Linked DNA regions of Ovis canadensis: region 1 is linked to region 2. The links are chromatin contacts, called in public Hi-C maps. All regions are on one chromosome and are shown on one strand. The core of a region is the stretch at or near the end of the contact, and the rest is flanking DNA. Distances in the headings are between cores, read along the strand shown. Region 1 overlaps GRK3 (G protein-coupled receptor kinase 3). Region 2 has its middle 16 kb from the start of CRYBB2.

The links. A called contact is a pair of places that touch in the nucleus more often than the background predicts.
Region 1: a Hi-C map of fibroblasts shows a contact between it and region 2, with 5 times the contacts expected there. The contact joins two enhancer-like sites. A contact is called at or near these places in 2 of 2 Hi-C or Micro-C datasets (fibroblasts and lung).

What each region holds. Positions count from the first base shown.
Region 1 is chr17:76,014,832-76,017,531 of ARS-UI_OviCan_v2, forward strand. All of the region lies in intron 13 of GRK3 (G protein-coupled receptor kinase 3), which reads left to right. Among named protein-coding and RNA genes, the nearest start is that of MYO18B, 39 kb to the right of the region's middle. Within about 2 kb of position 1,425, the one cell type or tissue checked has open chromatin away from gene starts, as enhancers often do. A contact at or near this core is called in fibroblasts, where this site is marked.
Region 2 is chr17:75,849,140-75,851,839 of ARS-UI_OviCan_v2, forward strand. No RefSeq gene overlaps it. Among named protein-coding and RNA genes, the nearest start is that of CRYBB2, 16 kb to the left of the region's middle. Within about 2 kb of position 1,327, the one cell type or tissue checked has open chromatin away from gene starts, as enhancers often do. A contact at or near this core is called in fibroblasts, where this site is marked.

The sequences.
Region 1 (2,700 bases), core at 175-2,674, 170 kb after region 2:
GTATTTGTGGCTGAAAAAGTGAATTCCATCTCCTTGGTCATGGTTCAGGTCTGCAGGACTGAGTTGGAAGGTGCTACTTCCTCTGTGACGTCCTTGATCAGGCTTGGTTAAAGCATCACAGTTGATGTGACCCCTGTGGAGGGGAGTCTAGGCCAACAGGAAGACATCCAGAGGATGGTAGTGGGGATGGGATGGATGGATAACAAGAGATGAGAATGGTGGCGGCTAGACATGGCGTCTCACATGGACAGGTTCAGAGAGCTGGGCACCCTGCTTCCGGCAGCCACACCGTAAGCTGCAGCAGCGTCAATCCTCGTGGAATAAACCAGACTCCATGCCAGACCCTCCCCAGCACTCATCCTCAACCCCAGGAGCTCCTGGCAACACTTGGGGACATTTTTGGTGGTGCCAACTAGGGGAGGGGCTCCTTCTGGTATCTGGCAGGTCGAGGCCAGGGGTGCTGCAGAGGACACCCCCACTGCCCCCACGAAAGGTCACCCAGCCGAGGAGGAGGAACTCCGCTGCAGACCCAGTCTCTTCCCGTCCCTCCCGTGTCTGTGCAGTGATGGTGACCAGGGGTCACCAAGGGTCTTTTTGCTTCTGTTTTCTGTGATCAGATAATTCCCGCACTGACCAGTGTGCCCCATCACCTTGGCTGAAACATTTCTCTGCACCTCTCATTCTGTCGTGACGCCCTCGAAGGATTCCTCAGGGTGCAAGAGACAGGAACCTGGATGTGAGGATGCTGTCGAGGCTGGAGGATGTGTTTGCGTCCCTGGACCATCTGTTGGGTGGGGTCACTGCTTCCACTTCAGCTGACTGTCAGATATGAGCGAGCATCTGTGTACAAAGATGTTGCAAATGTGCAGAAATGTGGTCACGACCCTCGAGCTAGAGTCAGATATCTGTTAAGAGAAAGAATTGGTGTGACCATAGCCTTGATCTTAAACTTGTCCCCATTGATTGTCAGACATGAGGAGAGAGCCCTGGGGGTGGTCTGGGGAAAGCAGAGCTCTGTCTGAGGTTACTGAGTTTGTTCCTCTCGGGAAAAAAGGAATGTTTATAAATATTTTGGCAGCTGTTGGCTTAGGTTCAAAACTCACATTTGATGTTGCATGCTGTCTTTTTGGTATTCTAGAATTAATTTTTGATGTAAGACTTCTTAATCACTTGTGTTTATAAACAGATTGTCTCTGAGCTCTGGTTTCACTGTGAATATGATATGTGTGTGTGTCTCTGTATGTTTCCCCATTGTTTGTCATGCCTTGAACGATTTCCCAACTCACCTGGGGGCAATTCGCAGTTCTCACACTCTCTCTCGTAATTCCAAAGCCACATCCGACCACTGCACATGTGAGTCCTGTTTCCACAGTGTCCTTCGACACAGCCTGAATGTTGCATGAGGGCTTGGCTGGTGTCGCAAACTGTTGACAGACCCGTTACCGTCTCCTATTTAAAGTGGCTGCGTCCGGGAGCAGCTGTGATCACACAGGATCTGTGGGCCCCACGTGCCTCCTTCAGAATGGAGATCATTACTATCGGAGGTTCTTTAACATTTTCCAAAATAGAAATGGAATCTTGGGTTTTGTTCACAAAGAATAATCAAGAAGCCATTGGAAACAGATGCGCATCAGGACTTCAAAGACCAAGCTCTCTCCACACGACACCCCAGAGCCCGAGAGCCGACAAGCATTTCCGATCGTCTCTTATTGAGTCAGACGCAGAGAGCTATATTTATCAAACGGAGTTTGTAGCAACTGTGCGCATGTGCTGGGAATGTTTTTGGCACCACTAACTTTAACTCCAGTCCCCTCGCAAAGCCCTCCCTCGGGTCTCATGGAAGAGTTTTTAAATTTAGCACAGAGCATCCCTGTCAGAACATAGCCGTCCTTCTCTGCAAGTGTGGAGCACAGCCCTCTGCTTCCTGCATCGCACAAAGGTCAAGAGCAGGAGGGGGTCCCCTGGCTTTTCACACAGGAGCCAGAGCAGGAGGATTTGCCAAAACGGGGGAGACTTTCCCACATCCTCTTTTACATGTGAAGGAACTCCCCGGCGAGTGGCAACAGTCGTGTCATGCAGACGACTGAGGTCTTAGTAAGCGCTGCTAAGCCTATATTCCTTTTCTCTTGAACCATGAGCATGTTCATATCTCTGTGTGTTTTGCATACAAGAGTGATACAAGCCAGAGCTTACCTGATGGTCCAGGGGTTAAGAATTTGCCTGCAAGGGGCACACATTCATCCCTGGTCAAGGAACTAAGATCCCACATGCACCGCAGCAACTAAGCCCACGCATCTAGAGCCCGCGCTCCACATCAAGAGAAGCCACTGCAACGAGAAGCCCACGCACCACAGTGAAGAGAGCGGCCCCCGCTCATCACAACTGGAGAGTGGCCCCTGCTCACCGCAGCTGGAGAAAGTCCACCCAGCAGCAGAGACCCAGCACTGCCAGAAATAACCCTGAAAAAGAAGGTGATACCAGCCAAGTTTCAAAACTTACAATGTCTCATGAATAGCATATTATTTGTTATTCTATCCCATTTGCTTTTTAACTGCAGTAATTTTACATTTTTTTCTCCTTGGAAACATTTAGGGTGCAAAGAATATGTCCAATCAAAATCCGTTTGAAAGATTAGTGTATGTTTGCTTGGTACTGATTCACCTTGTTTAGATTTTTTGTTTTTCCCCAAATGAAAGCTTT
Region 2 (2,700 bases), core at 77-2,576:
ATGTAGTTTTAAATTTTGATGTGATTTAACATCACTCTGTGCCTTTATCGTTTGTATCTGCCATGTCTGCTGTGTCTTCTTTAAGAAATTCTTGCCCCATTTGTCATGAATATATTCTCCAAACTTTTTCCCTACAGGTTTTAAAGTTTTCCCATTTAAGCTCTCAGTTGTCCTGGAGTTGATTTTTGTGTATATTATGTGGCAGGGACCTAATTTTTCACTTTTGATTTCTTTTTCCCCCACTTTGGATCACTGTTATCCTGGAGTAATTTATTGAGAAGTCCATTTCCCCCTCACTGTGGTGCAAAGTTGCCTCTTTGTCCCATAGTAAATGGTCACATATACTGGGGGTCTATTTATGGGCTCTTTTTCTCCTGTTCCTATTCTATTTGTGTGTCTCTGTATTCTTGCCATATTATGTTAATAACCATTGCTATGTAATAAATCTTGCAGTGTGCATGTGCATATGTGTGCATGCGTGCTCAGTCCTAGCCTACCCTTTGCCCTAAACCATCCTTCTTCAAGGACATGTTAGATAAGCTTGCCCCTTAATATCTCCATATAAAATCATTTCCTCAAATCTAGAAAAATGGGAAACCCTATTGAATGAGCTAAAGAGATTAATTATCATGAAAGTGGGAACTAATAAATGTTGCCAGCTTCGATTTGTTCATTCATTCTTCAGCCGGCAGTCACTGAGTACCTGTTCCCGGAATGGGCAAAGTAGGGGCTACAAAGGAAGGCAGACACAGCCCCAGCCGGCAGGCAGATTCCTCTCCGGGGGGGTGGAAGTAGCTGTTGTTGGTGGTGATTATGAGTTGAATTGTTTTCCCCCTCAAAGTTCATATGTTGAAGCCCTAACCCCGATACCTCAGAATGCGACTTTATTCGGAAATAGAGTCTTAGCCACTGGGCCATCCCTATCTCTCCCTCTCTTCTCCCTGGGGACCTGTATTTATTTCTGCTGGTGCCTCTGCTTCTCCATCTTTCTGTCTGTTAGCCCTGCGTCTTTTTTTTTTTTTTCTCTTTATCTCTATCTCCCCATTCAATCCCTGTCTTTCCCCTTCCCCCTCCTCCCCCTCCTCGTCCGTCTGTCACAGGGGGGATGTGCTCTGTCCCCCAACCTCCCCTCCTTCCGCCTGGACCTCTCCCTTTATCCTCTGGTCTCCACAGAGTCCGCGCGGCTTCTCCTTTCCGGCCTCCAGGAGCCACTTCCCGTTTCAGCCACCAGGTCGCAGCAGAGCATCATCCTCAGGGCTCCCCCCCAAACCCGTCCCCCGAGCTCTGATTGGAAGTACATCCCGTCAGTCACAGCATGCAGAGCAGCTACAGGTTGTTATAGGTCAGGTGACTAGCTCTGACCTATAGCAACCCGTGGGTGGTTCCTATTTTACAGAGGAGCAACAGCGTAGCAGAGGAGGGAATGACTTGCCCAAGGCCACTGTTAAAAGCAAGAGAAAGTGAAAAAGCTGGTGTCGGAACCCAGGACTCTGGCTGCCCTTGAACCTCCATGCTCCGAGCCCCTCACCAGCCATTGTGAGGGGCCCTTTTACGGCTGCCCGTGGTCACTGTCCAGCCCTGCAGCCATTCCTGTCTGTCTCTGGGGTTGGGCCGGTGGGAGGTCAGGGGGTGCCTATGGAAGCTTCCAGTCCTGGAGATGCTAAGGGGTGGAGCGCCCTGACCCCGGCTTTAAAAATAAGGAGCCTAAAATAGCCCTTCCCACGCCTCCTCACTGGGGCCTTTGATGCCGGCTGACGGGGCTGGGCTGCCGTTTCATGCGGCTCCTCTGGACAGACCGTGCCGGGAACCTGGGCTGGAGGGCAGGCCCATCTCAGAGCCACAGCAATGTCCTCCTAAAAGCAAACGTTTGGTCCCGTCGAGAAGGGGGGCGTTGATGGGCTTCGGACCTGGGCATCAGGAAGCTTTGGCAGAGCTGCCCTGAGGAGATGCTGGAAACGAAACAGGTCTGTGATGTCCCAGGGTTGGTTTCCTGAATTTCCATCACCCTTTGACCTCTTGAATTTCTGTTAAATGCACCCACTACTCACTAGTTCCCTGACCCAAGCGCATCGTCTCCTGTTCACACAATCCCAACAGCCTCCTCACAGGTCCCTCTGCGTTCCTTTTGCCTGGTCAGCCCCATCTCCACACAGCAGTCAGAGGGAATCCACTCAAAAAATGCAGACCCAATCGTGACACTCTCCTGCTTAAACCTGCCGTGGCCCCCTGTCGCCCTTCGGATAAAGACCCTAATCACGACAAAACCTTTGAGAGCTAGTCTGTTTTTGTTTTAATTTAAACAATTACTTATTTTTTTTTGGCTGCGCTGTGTTTTGGCTCTGCGTGGGCTCTCTGTCCTTGTGGTGAGCGGGGATTACTGTTTGTTATGGTGTGTGGGCTTCTTACTTCGGTGGCTTCTCTTGTTGAGGAGTCCAGGCTCCTGAGCGTGGGTTTCAGTAGCTGTGGCTCACACGCTTAATTTCTCCATGTCCTGTGGGATCTTCCCAGACCAGGGATTGAACCCATGTCCCCGGCTTTGGCAGGCAGATTCTTAGTCGCTCTGCTGCTGGGGAAGTCCCTCATCTGTCTTCCGAAGGCCTGAGCACAATGTGGCTTTACCTTTGATTCCTTACTTCATTTCCGTTCCATCCTAGACTGAAGTCTCCCCTGAGAGCAGGGAGGAGGCCGGAGTTGCATTCT